2 separate regions of the Mus musculus genome follow, and region 1 is linked to region 2. The links are chromatin contacts, called in public promoter capture Hi-C maps. All regions are on one chromosome and are shown on one strand. The core of a region is the stretch at or near the end of the contact, and the rest is flanking DNA. Distances in the headings are between cores, read along the strand shown.

Region 1 (3,121 bases), core at 398-2,897, 180 kb after region 2:
GCTGCCCTCCATACCACAGTGTAGACAGGAAGTCCATTTAGGGATGGCTAGGGACAAGCAATGAGATTTTCTTCTGGAGTCATAGTGAGGTGTGGTGTATCTCTCTTAAACTATGACATTGAGGGACGGTCAGGGCCATGTCTCCCCCAACTCTGCCTAAGAACAGAGGAGGTGATATGGTGTCCCGATGCTCAACAACGGATCCACACTGTGGGACCAGGAAACGCCTGTCATGATAATCCCACCCCACACATGCACTGTACAGATATGCAGAGGAGGGAGAGTCAGTTCCCTGTCCCAGCCTGCCAGCTGTATTCATCTCTGCAGCACTGCAGCTGGCATCCCACTTCCTTCACAGGGAAGATGAGAAGACTTTACAATTGTGGTCATGTCATCTTTCAGGATTAGCTCTGCATAGCCTTCAGGGTGGGGCCAGTGTCTTTGGCACTGTAAAGAAGACACTTGGTGAGCTCGCCCCATTTTCACCTGTTGCTGGCTGGGTGCTCTGTGCTTCTGCCATGCTCTGCCCACCATTTAGAATGCCCTGCAGCCTCTTTTCCCTTCCCGTAAGCATGCAGCTGTGGTCTTACCTCTTCTGCCCCTACTGCTCAAGATGCTTCCCTATTTATAGGGAGTGCTCTAGTTCTCAACAAAGTTCTACCAACCTGGACTTAGCCAACTCTATTTACATGAGGCTCCATGGGTGGGCAAGCCTGTTCACTAACTTCCCCCAGAGTCTCCAACACCCGTCAGAGTGTTCCAGAGATGGTTGTCCATTACACAGGGGAAAACAGAAAACAAAAACCAAGCAAGTTCCTTAGCCATAGGGTTGAGAAATACCCAGGGTTCTGTCTCCCTGGCCAGACTCCCTGCCCCTCTAACTAATAGTAGTATTCCTCTGTGTGTGTACACACACGAGTGTCTTTGTGTATGAGTATCCATGCATCTTGAGTTGGAAAGTTACTTAAAAGATTCCTTGGATGCCTTTGGACCCTTATATTGTCTCTGAATAGAATAAATAATATGCCTCCCAATAATTTCCAGGCATTTTCCAAATATATGTAATTGCATGTGTGATGAATAAAATAGAAATATTCCATTAAGGGCTTGCTGGAAGTTATAATTGCTCTCCTGACTATGTGGATTTTTTCATTTATTTTGGACCACAGGGGCATACAGCACAATTGGTCATAGTCTTTGATTTACAGTCCCTTGTCATCATCAGCCCACATACACAGTCTAACTTTTATAGTCTTTTCTTTAATGGAAGCGTTTGTATAGCAGTGACCATAATGAGCTGGCCACCCAATCTGGAACAGATATTAGCAGTCATGCCCATATTTATCCACACATGCCTTCCCAGAGGAAGCACCATCTTGAATGCTGCATTTATCACTCACTCCCTCGCTCTTTTTTTTTTCTTTTCAGTTTTCCGCACGTAAGATTCTCTGAGCGATGGTGAGCGTGGTTGTGCTTCCCTTAGTCATTCCACATTCTCCTAACTAGTGGACACGAGAGAAGAGACCGCTCCCACTCGGGGACTACAGAAGCAGGTTCCGCAGCCCAGCAGGCATCCTAACAGTGCCCGTGTCCACCCCAGGGCCGTGGCTAATGAGGGATGATGTGTCCTCACAGTGGCTGCTAGGCAGCGTCACCAGCGATGCGCTGGATGAATATTTAATGACACAAGGAAGCAGTCACTCGCAGTTATTAGAGAGAAGCACAGGTTAGAAAGCTGTGGCCACAATCACAGCTCGCTTCTGGTGAAAACAAAACAAAATGAAAAAGACCTCAAAACAACAACAACAAAAACAAATAAATAAGCAAGGTGAGACTCTGTGGACTGTGAACTCCTAAGGGGCACGAGGCTCCCGCCAAACTGAGACGAACTCTTATCTGATGAGTCAAAAGGGTTTTTCAACCAAATTTTGTATAAATAGTGCCAGTGGGTTTTGTCAGCAGACGGAAAGAAGCCTTAAAAATGGGGCAGGGAGGGTGGTGTCTAAGAGGATGGCCTTCTCCCCCATCTCAGGTTGGGGGTGGGGCATCTGTCCCACCTTTTCAAGCAGAGGGCAGGGAGAGGCCAGGGTGTCTTTGAACAGCAGTGTTTCCTCTGATGACAAAGTGCAGGAAGGGATGGCACTCCTGTCTGCTAGGCATGGCCCATGCTGTCTGTCCCCTCTGCCAAAGTGTGCCTATTAGATAGACTTAAACCCTAATTCTAATGGATGAAGAAACAGAGATGTAGGCTGAGTGCTATCCCTCCAAATTCTCACATTGTAATCCAAAGTCCCAATAACTAAGACTGTGGTCTTCACTGGGTCTGGGTTCTTTACAGAGGTGATTCAAATATGGATGCAATTTGGCCAGCAGGCCCAGTTCTTAAGATGAGTGGCCTTCTAAGAAGGTGGGACAGGTTCTCTCAGAGGGAAGACCCGAGGACAGGAAAGTCCAGAGAGAGGCCTTGGAGTAGCCAACCCAAGCCAACCCTTGGCCATGCCCTTCCAGACTCCAGAATAGGGAGGAGATGAGTTTGAATCCATCAAGTCACCCCAGTCCAGTGCTTTGTCACAGTAGTCTAGGAAACTCCTAGAGACAGGTGTCTTGCCTAAAGCCCCACAGCTGCTGCATGGAGGAGCTGGGACAAGATTGGTCTCATTCTGCACAGCCCCACAGCAGAGGTGCAGGGGGTGGGATTTAACCTCTTTATGTCTGCCTCAGGTTGTGTTTGGATGTCCAGGGCTGGCCAGCACTCCTGTTCCCTTGAGCCCTGACAGGTTCTGAGCCATAGGACACCCTCCCTCTCCCAAGTCCTCTTTCCATGCTGTTTCTGTGAACCAGCCCTTTGGAAGTCTGGGGAGGGAGGGTGGGGCCCTCGAAATGTCTCCCTAGAGCTATCAACTCCGCCTTCCGCAGCACTTCCCCTCACTGTGTGAGTCAGCTTCTGGAAACCTCAGAGGGTCAGAGCCCAGAGCCTGGCTGCTGTTTCACAGGACCATACTGGGGTGATGCCTGTAGCCACGGCAACCAGAGATGTTTTTACACCTTCTGCTAGTCTTGCCTTTTGGCTGAGTTTGAAAGCAGAAGGGTCATCCCCTCTCTAGGCTCCTGAACACACCAG
Region 2 (2,858 bases), core at 322-2,821:
CCTTCCCTCCCTCTGCTTGACTTTAGGTTTAGCCAGCAGCAGGGCTGCAGGCCCCTCCAGGTCAAGTATCTGAGACAGGCCTCCCTTGTTCCTCTGCACAATGTTGTCATTGAACCCTAGAGACAGAAGCCACTCACACTTGAGGGCCAGGCTTTGCTGCCCCATCCCAGTCCACAGTCCTGTTAGAATAGTAAGTCTGCACTGAGAGTCTTGTATGGGGGGAAGTTACCCCAGCCGTTCTTTGCTTTGTAATACTGTTCTTGAATAAGGGTCCGACAGAACTGCACGTCAAAATGTTTGGTTATAAAAATACAAGGCTGGGCATTAATCTGACTTGCAAAGGAGCTGTGCCTAGCCTCAAACATCACATCAAACATGCAGAGCTAACACAGTGCAACCGCTGGCTCCCAGGGTGAGCACCTTGGGGCACAGATGCTCTGTGTAAGCCCCAAGGGTGAGCCCCAACCTGCCCCAAGAGGCAGAGATGCCACAGTATGCTCCACGATGTCTATGCTCCCATCGAACCTGAATGACCAAAAAATGGGGCTTATGCCAAACAAAAGAGTGTTCTACACGGTCCTTTAAAATAGTTATTGAATTTAAATTATCCAATTAACAAAAATCCAGATACTCATATGCACACTCCTGGATTCACCCCATCAATTTAGTCCAACTGTTCAAAATTTGTAAAGAGGGATGGTTATGGTGGCCCACCTTTGTAATCTCTACTTAGGAGTCTGAGGCAGGAAGATCAAGAGTTCAAGACCAGCATGGGCTTATACTGGTAGATCCTGCTCCCAAAACACAAATCCTCATTTTTTAAAAAAAGAAGTTTAAAGTTAATTGTACGTTATTTATAGCTTACTTGGGTCTAACTCATAATAATTTATATTGGAGAAATTTTACTAATCACATAATATACTCATTTAAGTTTTAGTAAATTTAGAGTTTAATAAGTGCAACTATAGTTCATTCTAGAAATTTCTATCATCTTCCTAAAGTGTTTGGAGCTGATTTGTAGCCAGCCTCTGTTCTGTCCCAACTCCAGACACTGACAACTGCCAGTGGGCTTCTCCTCTTTATAAATGTGCTTTTTCTGGACATTCATTGATGTGAAATCTTGCAATATGATTCTATTATGTAGAATAAATTACTCTCTACATGCTAGTCATGGCTGAAGGAACCAAAAGAGAAGTCCTTGAGAGAACCACTCAGCGTGGAATAAATGTGTACACACACACACACACACACACACACACACACACACACACACACACAGGAAATGAGGCAGGCAGGCAGGCTGGAAAAGAATAATGTGAGCAAGAGGCTGCCTAAGGACACCTGGCACCTTGGGCTACAGGAGCAAACTCAGCCTTGGCACTGCTGCTTGGCTTTATTCTCTGTAAACATTCACTCTCTGGGAAGGTTATTTTTGTTTCCAAGTGTAACGTCTTGAATCTGACATGGCCTATGAAGGCCAATAACAGGGCCAGACATTGGGCTTTGGGTAGGTGATGAATCTTTAAGGCTGTGACCTCACCAAAATGAATCCACTGACAGTTTCATAATCTTATGAAATTGTAGGGAAGTGGCAGAAACTAGGAGGTGGGGTTAATGGGAAGAGGCAGGTCACTGTATCTTGTCCCTGGCTCCTTGCTGTCTGTCACTGCTGTCAGAGAGCAGCAGTTCTCTGCCATGTTCGTCCACCATAATGCTTCAGCCCCACTTAGGCCCAATGACAAAGGAGCCAAGCAACCGTGGACTGAGACACTAAAACAGAGCTTTTCTTCTTGAGGTTGCTTTTCTAGACATTTTGTCATGGAGTTGTAAAGTGACTAGAACCCCAGGTCAAACTGGGGTCTAAAATTGGAGTGGGGGGTCCGGTGGGGGGGGCCCTTGTTCCTGGTAGATGTCAATAGGTGTCACAAAGTTAGAACAGATCATCCTGTCCCAGAGCAGACTCTGCCCCCATCAGTTGTACCTTTCGCTGCTGCTGCTGCCCTGGTCACCTTGCCATAGACTCTGAACTCCTGGAAGACAGCTCATTTTATGCCTGGGCATCACTGCACCCTCAGTATCCAGCACAGTGCTTCAGCATGTGTTGGGTGCATCACTAAAAACTATGGAGCTAAGTGGTCAATGAATGAAATCTATAGCACTTTGAAAACATGGACTGGCTCCTGAGTGACCAAAGAACTTTACCTAGAATCAAACCTGGCAGTTTTGTTTCTGGAAAGGTATATTTCTTTTTATTATTATTATTTGTGTCTTGAAGGTTGAGCTCAGAGCTATGCATGCTAGGCAAATACATTACCACTGAGTGGCATCTTAGCCTTCCCAGAACACACTGAAAAAACAAACAAACAAAGCCCACAGTGTCAAAACTGCTATCTCCGAGTCAGAAGAGGCAGTGAGCAAGCACTCAGAACAAAGGCTGTTTCCATAATTTGTGGGGGCCCAGAACAAGCTACAAGAAGAGGGCTGGGGATGTAAACCAATGGTAAGGCACTGGCCCAGCATGCCTAAGGCCAAGTGTTCCATCCCTAAAACCAAAGCAAGAAAAAGGGAACAGACAGAGTCGCTCCACATGTTTGGTTCAGTTGCAAGCACCTAGTCTGTGCTCTGATGTCAGGGACCATCTCTTCTTTCCAAAATGGAAGGAACACTGGGGTGTTGCTGGGTGAGGTAGAGCCTAAAGCCACCAGGGTGCCTGCCCTTGCTGGTTGGCTACACGTTTATGCCCACAGCATTTCCAGTGCCTGGCCCTGTACTCCAGCTTGTAGTCCCGCCGCGATGACTCCTACCTGGGTCAGTATTGACGATAGTTTTGGTCCGAATGAGCTGGGAAGGGGAGAAGC

What was found. Capture Hi-C pulls out chosen DNA fragments and counts their contacts.
Region 1: a promoter capture Hi-C map of pancreatic islet shows a contact between it and region 2. The contact joins two enhancer-like sites. A contact is called at or near these places in 3 of 115 datasets of contacts at active chromatin or transcription factors (embryonic stem cells and pancreatic cancer cells) and 2 of 9 other capture datasets (liver and pancreatic islet).

The regions. Positions count from the first base shown.
Region 1 is chr6:55,120,299-55,123,419 of GRCm38.p6, forward strand. All of the region lies in intron 2 of Crhr2 (corticotropin releasing hormone receptor 2), which reads right to left. Among named protein-coding and RNA genes, the nearest start is that of Crhr2, 11 kb to the right of the region's middle. Within about 2 kb of position 1,648, at least 2 of the 459 cell types and tissues checked have an H3K27ac peak or open chromatin away from gene starts, as enhancers often do. A contact at or near this core is called in pancreatic islet, where this site is marked.
Region 2 is chr6:54,945,145-54,948,002 of GRCm38.p6, forward strand. It overlaps Nod1 (nucleotide-binding oligomerization domain containing 1), which reads right to left. Exons shown (of 12, transcript NM_172729.3): 3 at 2,805-2,858. Among named protein-coding and RNA genes, the nearest start is that of Nod1, 26 kb to the right of the region's middle. Within about 2 kb of position 1,572, at least 31 of the 459 cell types and tissues checked have an H3K27ac peak or open chromatin away from gene starts, as enhancers often do. A contact at or near this core is called in pancreatic islet, where this site is marked.